2 separate regions of the Pan troglodytes genome follow, and region 1 is linked to region 2. The links are chromatin contacts, called in public HiChIP or PLAC-seq maps. All regions are on one chromosome and are shown on one strand. Each heading gives the region's core, a stretch centred on a gene start, on an enhancer-like site or on the middle of the called end of the contact. The rest is flanking DNA. Distances are from core to core; before and after follow the strand shown. Region 1 holds the start of APH1B (aph-1 homolog B, gamma-secretase subunit). Region 2 holds the start of LACTB (lactamase beta).

Region 1 (2,711 bases), core at 198-2,697, 150 kb after region 2:
TGGTCTCAAACTCCTGACCTCAAGTGATCCGCCTGCCTCGGCCTCCCAAAGTGCTGGGATTACAGGCGTGAGCCACTGTGCATGGCCACTTAACCTCTCGACAGCCCTTCTTTCTGAAATGTTTTCCCCTTGGCTTCCACAGCACCACATTCCCCCAGTTTTCTTGTTACCCTCTTGGCCACTCCTTTTCAGTTTCTTATGAGGTTCCTCTTCTCCTCATACCTTTAATGTTGGTGTTCTGACATAGGCCTTGTTCTGGCTTTACTAGCTATCTAGGTAATTCTATTCTATGTACTCTCACGGCTTCAGGTATTCTGGTCTCAGCTCTGATGTTCAGTCCATTTCTCTCCTGATCCTGTATATGTAGTTGCCTACTGAACACCTCCATTTGGAGTGCTACAAGTATCTCAGTCTCAAGGCATCCAAAATGAAGGCCAGGCACGGTGGCTCACGCCTGTAATCCCAGCACTTTGGGAGGCCAAGGTGGGCAAGTCACTTGAGGCCAGGAGTTCAAGACTGGCCTGGCCAACATTGTTCACACTGTCTCTACTAAAATACGAAAATAACCCAGGCATGGTGGCGCGCGCCTATAGTCTCAGCTACTCTGGAGGCTGAGGCAGGATAATTGCTTGAACTCGGGAGGCAGAGGTTGCAGTGAACTGAGATCACACCACTGCACTCCAGCCTGGGCGACAGAGTGAGACTACGTCTCCAAAACAGTAACAACAAAATAACAAAATGGTACTCATTATCGTGTCTACTTTGCCATATTCTCTCCTCCTCCTGTCTCCACAGCATCCACTTAAGCCCGAACCCTCTAGAAGCCCACATCCTTGACTCTTCCCCCATCTCACTCTATGTAGCTCATTAGTCACTAAATTCTGTTTGTACAATTCCTAAACTTCTATTAAATTTGTCTGCTTCCCTCCAGAGTCCTGCTAATTCCCTGATTCAGGCCACTGCCATCTCATTCCTGCGTTGCACCGAGGACCTCCAGTCTGGAAGCTCATTTTCCATATCTTTACAAAGCAGATCTATCACTCTGAACTGTTGTCTCGACCCGAGTTTTGATAGGTATTGTGCTGGGATCTGACCATTCAAAATACAATCACTGGAATCTGAAGAAGTATTCTGTGGGAGTGAATGGAAATATATATGACTTTTAAATGGGCAAAGGTAATGTTTTTCTGTAAGAATTAAATACCTGCAGTTGTATTATTTGAAGGTGCATTTTCAGGGGCGAGCTGCAAAACATCTGTCAGGTCCCAACATTTGTCTACTGGTGTTTTTTTAAATGTGGATTGCCAAAATCTTTATTCATGATGGACATTATGTAGGAGTGGTTAATACTTACATAGCACTTACCTGTGTCAGGCACACTGATCAAACTAACCGACGAAGTATTATTCAACATAAAGAAAAATCTAACTTGGATGTGAATGATCAGAGAACTTAAGTTTTAATTTTTAAACCTTTCAGAAATTGTTAATATAGATGTTTATAACTTCTACTTTTTAAATTATTTCACTTATTGAACAGATATTAGTGAACTTCTAGGTGCTGAGGAAACAACAAAGAGCAAAGCAAAGTCCCTGTCCCCCAGGAGTTCGCGTTTTAACGGGGAAGAAAAATAAGCAAGTGAAATGGACGACTGTGAGAAGACGGAGCAGGGAGATGTTACTATTGCTTGTAGGGTGGTCACAGAATGCCTGCAAAAACAACCCTTTTGAAGAATTGGGAAAAAAATAAAAACCATTTGGCTGAAACAGCCCTGAGAAGGGCAGCTTCTTCCACCACTCTTTCATCATTTTACCATCTGTGGGTTATCCCCGGGGTCACTGCTATCCCAGCCTAGGTTTTATACAGGATGGAGTACGAAGTTCCCGCAACTATCCAAACGGTAAAATGTGCTTAAAAAAAAAAACCTATTTAAAAAGGAATCCTGCTTGTTCCTGCGCTACATTTTTCTTTAGTCTCTTTGATTGACTTGGAATCTCTGCCTGTTCTCGGTGCATGCGGCTCGAAGGTGGGCTAGGGAGCTCCCCTTCTCTTAACCACCTCGCAGCCGGCACTGGAACCCGATCGGAGTGTATCTGTGGGGCTGCGGCGTTGGCTCGGGCCCTAACGTCGCCGAGGACGCCCGCTTCGGGAGCAGGAGCTGCGGCGTGGCCCTGGCGCTTCCGGACACCCGGTAGGGCGGCGGGCCCAACGGTGGGGTCCGCGCTCACCGCCTTGAGCCCGCCCCTGCGCCCGGCGCCCTCAGCCCACGCCCCGCCCAGTCCCCCAGGCCCTAGCGTTTACCCCCACGCCCCGCCTCGCCCCGCGACCCACGTACCCCGCCTCCGAGCCCCGCCCCCGCCCCCACGTGCCCCGCCCCCGTCCCCGTGCCTGCCCCTGAGCCGCGCCCCGCCCCCCGCGTCCCGCTTAGCCCCCCACCCCGAGCCCCACCCACCGAACCCCGCCCGCGCCGGGAGCATCTCGCGTCCCCAACGGGCCCCCGGGTCGGTTTCCGCGGTGGCCATGACTGCGGCCGTGTTCTTCGGCTGCGCCTTCATTGCCTTCGGGCCTGCGCTCGCCCTTTATGTCTTCACCATCGCCACCGAGCCGTTGCGTATCATCTTCCTCATCGCCGGGTGAGGCGGTCGCGTCGGGAAACCCGGACGCCGGGGCTCCCCTCCCCCGCTGGGGTTACCCGCGACCCTCGGCGCCCC
Region 2 (2,700 bases), core at 69-2,568:
GTGGTGACCCCCACCGTGGGAACCTCCAGTACTATCTTAATAGAGTACATCTGTCCACTATAACTGCAGTTTCAGTGTCAAACGCTCTGGGTCCCAGGATATTCTGGTCTCTTGGAGTCTTGGGTTTTGTGAGTAGCCCCAGAAGCTTTACTTATTTAGCCCCACTATTTTCTTGCTAGGTGTTGATACCATTATTGCCTTTTCCTCCTATTAAATAATTATTACCTCAATATATTTATTTTGAGGTATGTATATGTTTACTCAGTAAGTTTATTACCTCAATATGTTTCTCCTGATGGCTTGTCAGTTCAAGTCTGTGAGCTCTCTTCTTTATTCCACCTGCAAGAAAAGACAGGGCCATTTTGTATATGGGGCATATTGCCCCAGTGCTGAAGGTCTAAAGCCTACAAGCTTTCAAAGATCGTGTGTGTGTGTGTGTGTGTGTGTGTGTATCCCAAAATATAAAAATTACAAAACTGATAAATGTTTAAGTAACTTCAAATTAACATATCAATTTCATTACATGTTAAACTAGGATTTTATACACATTTTACATTTTGTAGCAATTTGAGATTAGGTTTCTTATTTCACAAGAATGTCTGATCATTTACAGATGCTGAGAAATCATAGGTAATTGTAAATTATAATAGTTACTTTTGGATTAAAATTTTTCAAGCACGAAATTTTTAAAAAACACTTTATCTTTTATAGCAAAAGAAAGGTAATATAAGGTCTGGATGTAACTTCATGTCTTTGGTACGGTATGGAGCTAGAATTCCAGAAGCAATAGATTTTAAAACATCTTTAGGGAAATGGGTGAATTGAAATGAGACATAAGGGAGATGGCAAGAGAGTGAAAAGAAGCGCGTTCTAAAGGAGGAAAGGAGAAAGGGAAAGGAAAGGAGAAAGGCATCTCTAAAGGGAAAGGAGATGCCTGCTGAGCGTCTACTGTGTGCCCTGCGCTGTTCCAGAAGTTGAGGATCCAAAACTAAGTCTAGGCTCCCCAAAGAAGTCCCAGTCTGGTAAGGAATCTGACAAGTAGTTAAATGATACAAAGTGTTAACTGTTGTTAAAGAAGTGTGCACACCGAGGGGCAAGATGGTAAGGGCGAGAACTCCCATGGGACGGGAACTAGGAAGGCTTCTGGGAGGTGACGCTTGATCTGAGGGTAAGCAAAGGAAAAAAAGGAAAGAGAGACAGAAAGGAAAAACAAGGAAGAGACAAGAAAAGGGAGAGGAAGAAGGGCTCGATGCGATCGGCGCTCGGGTAGTCAGGCGTCGACTGCTAGGGTCTGACCGCGGTCCCCACCCCCGTCCCGCCCCCTGTCCTTCCCTCCGCCCCGCGCCGCGGCGGGCAGGGTGTGCGTGAGTTTGGTGGCGGCCGGCTGTGCAGAGACGCCATGTACCGGCTCCTGTCAGCAGTGACTGCCCGGGCTGCCGCCCCCGGGGGCTTGGCCTCAAGCTGCGGACGACGCGGGGTCCATCAGCGCGCCGGGCTGCCGCCTCTCGGCCACGGCTGGGTCGGGGGCCTCGGGCTGGGGCTGGGGCTGGCGCTCGGGGTGAAGCTGGCAGGTGGGCTGAGGGGCGCGGCCCCGGCGCAGTCCCCCGCGGCCCCCGACCCTGAGGCGTCGCCTCTGGCCGAGCCGCCACAGGAGCAGTCCCTCGCCCCGTGGTCTCCGCAGACCCCGGCGCCGCCCCGCTCCAGGTGCTTCGCCAGAGCCATCGAGAGCAGCCGCGACCTGCTGCACAGGATCAAGGTGCGGCCACTGGAGCGGGGGGCGTAGGGGGCCGGGGATCCACCCCTGTCGGCGGTGCTGTCGGGGGCTGAGTGGACCCCACCCTGGGCGGCGGGGTGCCCGCGATCGGCTTCCGAGAAAGACTTCCCATTTCCCCACCGCCGAGCCGTGGTCAGACGCTCTTGGGGGTTCCCCAAATCTGGGTGGAGGTCACTGCCTGTCTCGGGGACCGCCCCTTCCCCCTAGGGGGCGGACAGGCACATCCCTTGCTGTTAGTGAGTGAGCATGGCCTGGGACGAGGTGGGCGGGGCCCAGGTGGAGGGGGCGGGGCCCAGGCTCGGGGGGCGGGGCCTTGGAAGGTCCCCGAGGAGAGCGCTGGGCTTTTTCAGCAGGCCCATAACTGTCGGTTCTTTCCCCTTCGGTCTTAGGATGAGGTGGGCGCACCGGGCATAGTGGTTGGAGTTTCTGTAGATGGAAAAGAAGTCTGGTCAGAAGGTGGGTTCAGAAAATTGTTGTTTTGTTCTGTGCCAGTTGGTAAATAAAATATTTTACTGGTTAGAGTGGATCCCATGAAATGCTATTGCATTTACATAAAACGATGCATATTGTAGAGAAAACATCTAACATAATAAAAGAATCAGGTGTTTTTAAATCACGGTAAGGTTTAAAATGTGACTAATAAATTGGAGTCATGAGGATGGCTACCCACTCCCACTTTTCTCTTAGGACTGGATTTATTAGTCTGAAAGTTATATACAGTAGTCCCTCCTTATCCTGCGGATATATTCCAAGACCCTCAGTGGATGCCTGAAAACGTGGATGATATTGAACCCTGTATATACTATATTTTATCTTATATATACATATCTATGATAAAGTTTATAAATCAGGCATAGTAAGAGATTAGCAACAATAATAAAATAGAACAATCACAACAATACTCTGAGTGGCATGCAATTTAAAGC

The links. HiChIP or PLAC-seq counts read pairs in DNA pulled down with a chosen protein or histone mark.
Region 1: a contact with region 2 is called in an H3K4me3 HiChIP or PLAC-seq map of stem cell-derived excitatory neurons, with 2.6 times the contacts expected there. The contact joins the promoter of APH1B here to the promoter of LACTB in region 2. A contact is called at or near these places in 1 of 7 Hi-C or Micro-C datasets (stem cell-derived neural progenitor cells) and 1 of 1 datasets of contacts at active chromatin or transcription factors (stem cell-derived excitatory neurons).

Annotation. Positions count from the first base shown.
Region 1 is chr16:55,265,592-55,268,302 of NHGRI_mPanTro3-v2.0_pri, forward strand. APH1B (aph-1 homolog B, gamma-secretase subunit) reads left to right here and starts at 1,448. Exons shown (of 6, transcript XM_523094.7): 1 at 1,448-2,633. The coding sequence starts at 2,014.
Region 2 is chr16:55,111,156-55,113,855 of NHGRI_mPanTro3-v2.0_pri, forward strand. LACTB (lactamase beta) reads left to right here and starts at 1,319. Exons shown (of 6, transcript XM_003314702.5): 1 at 1,319-1,756; 2 at 2,164-2,230. The coding sequence starts at 1,400.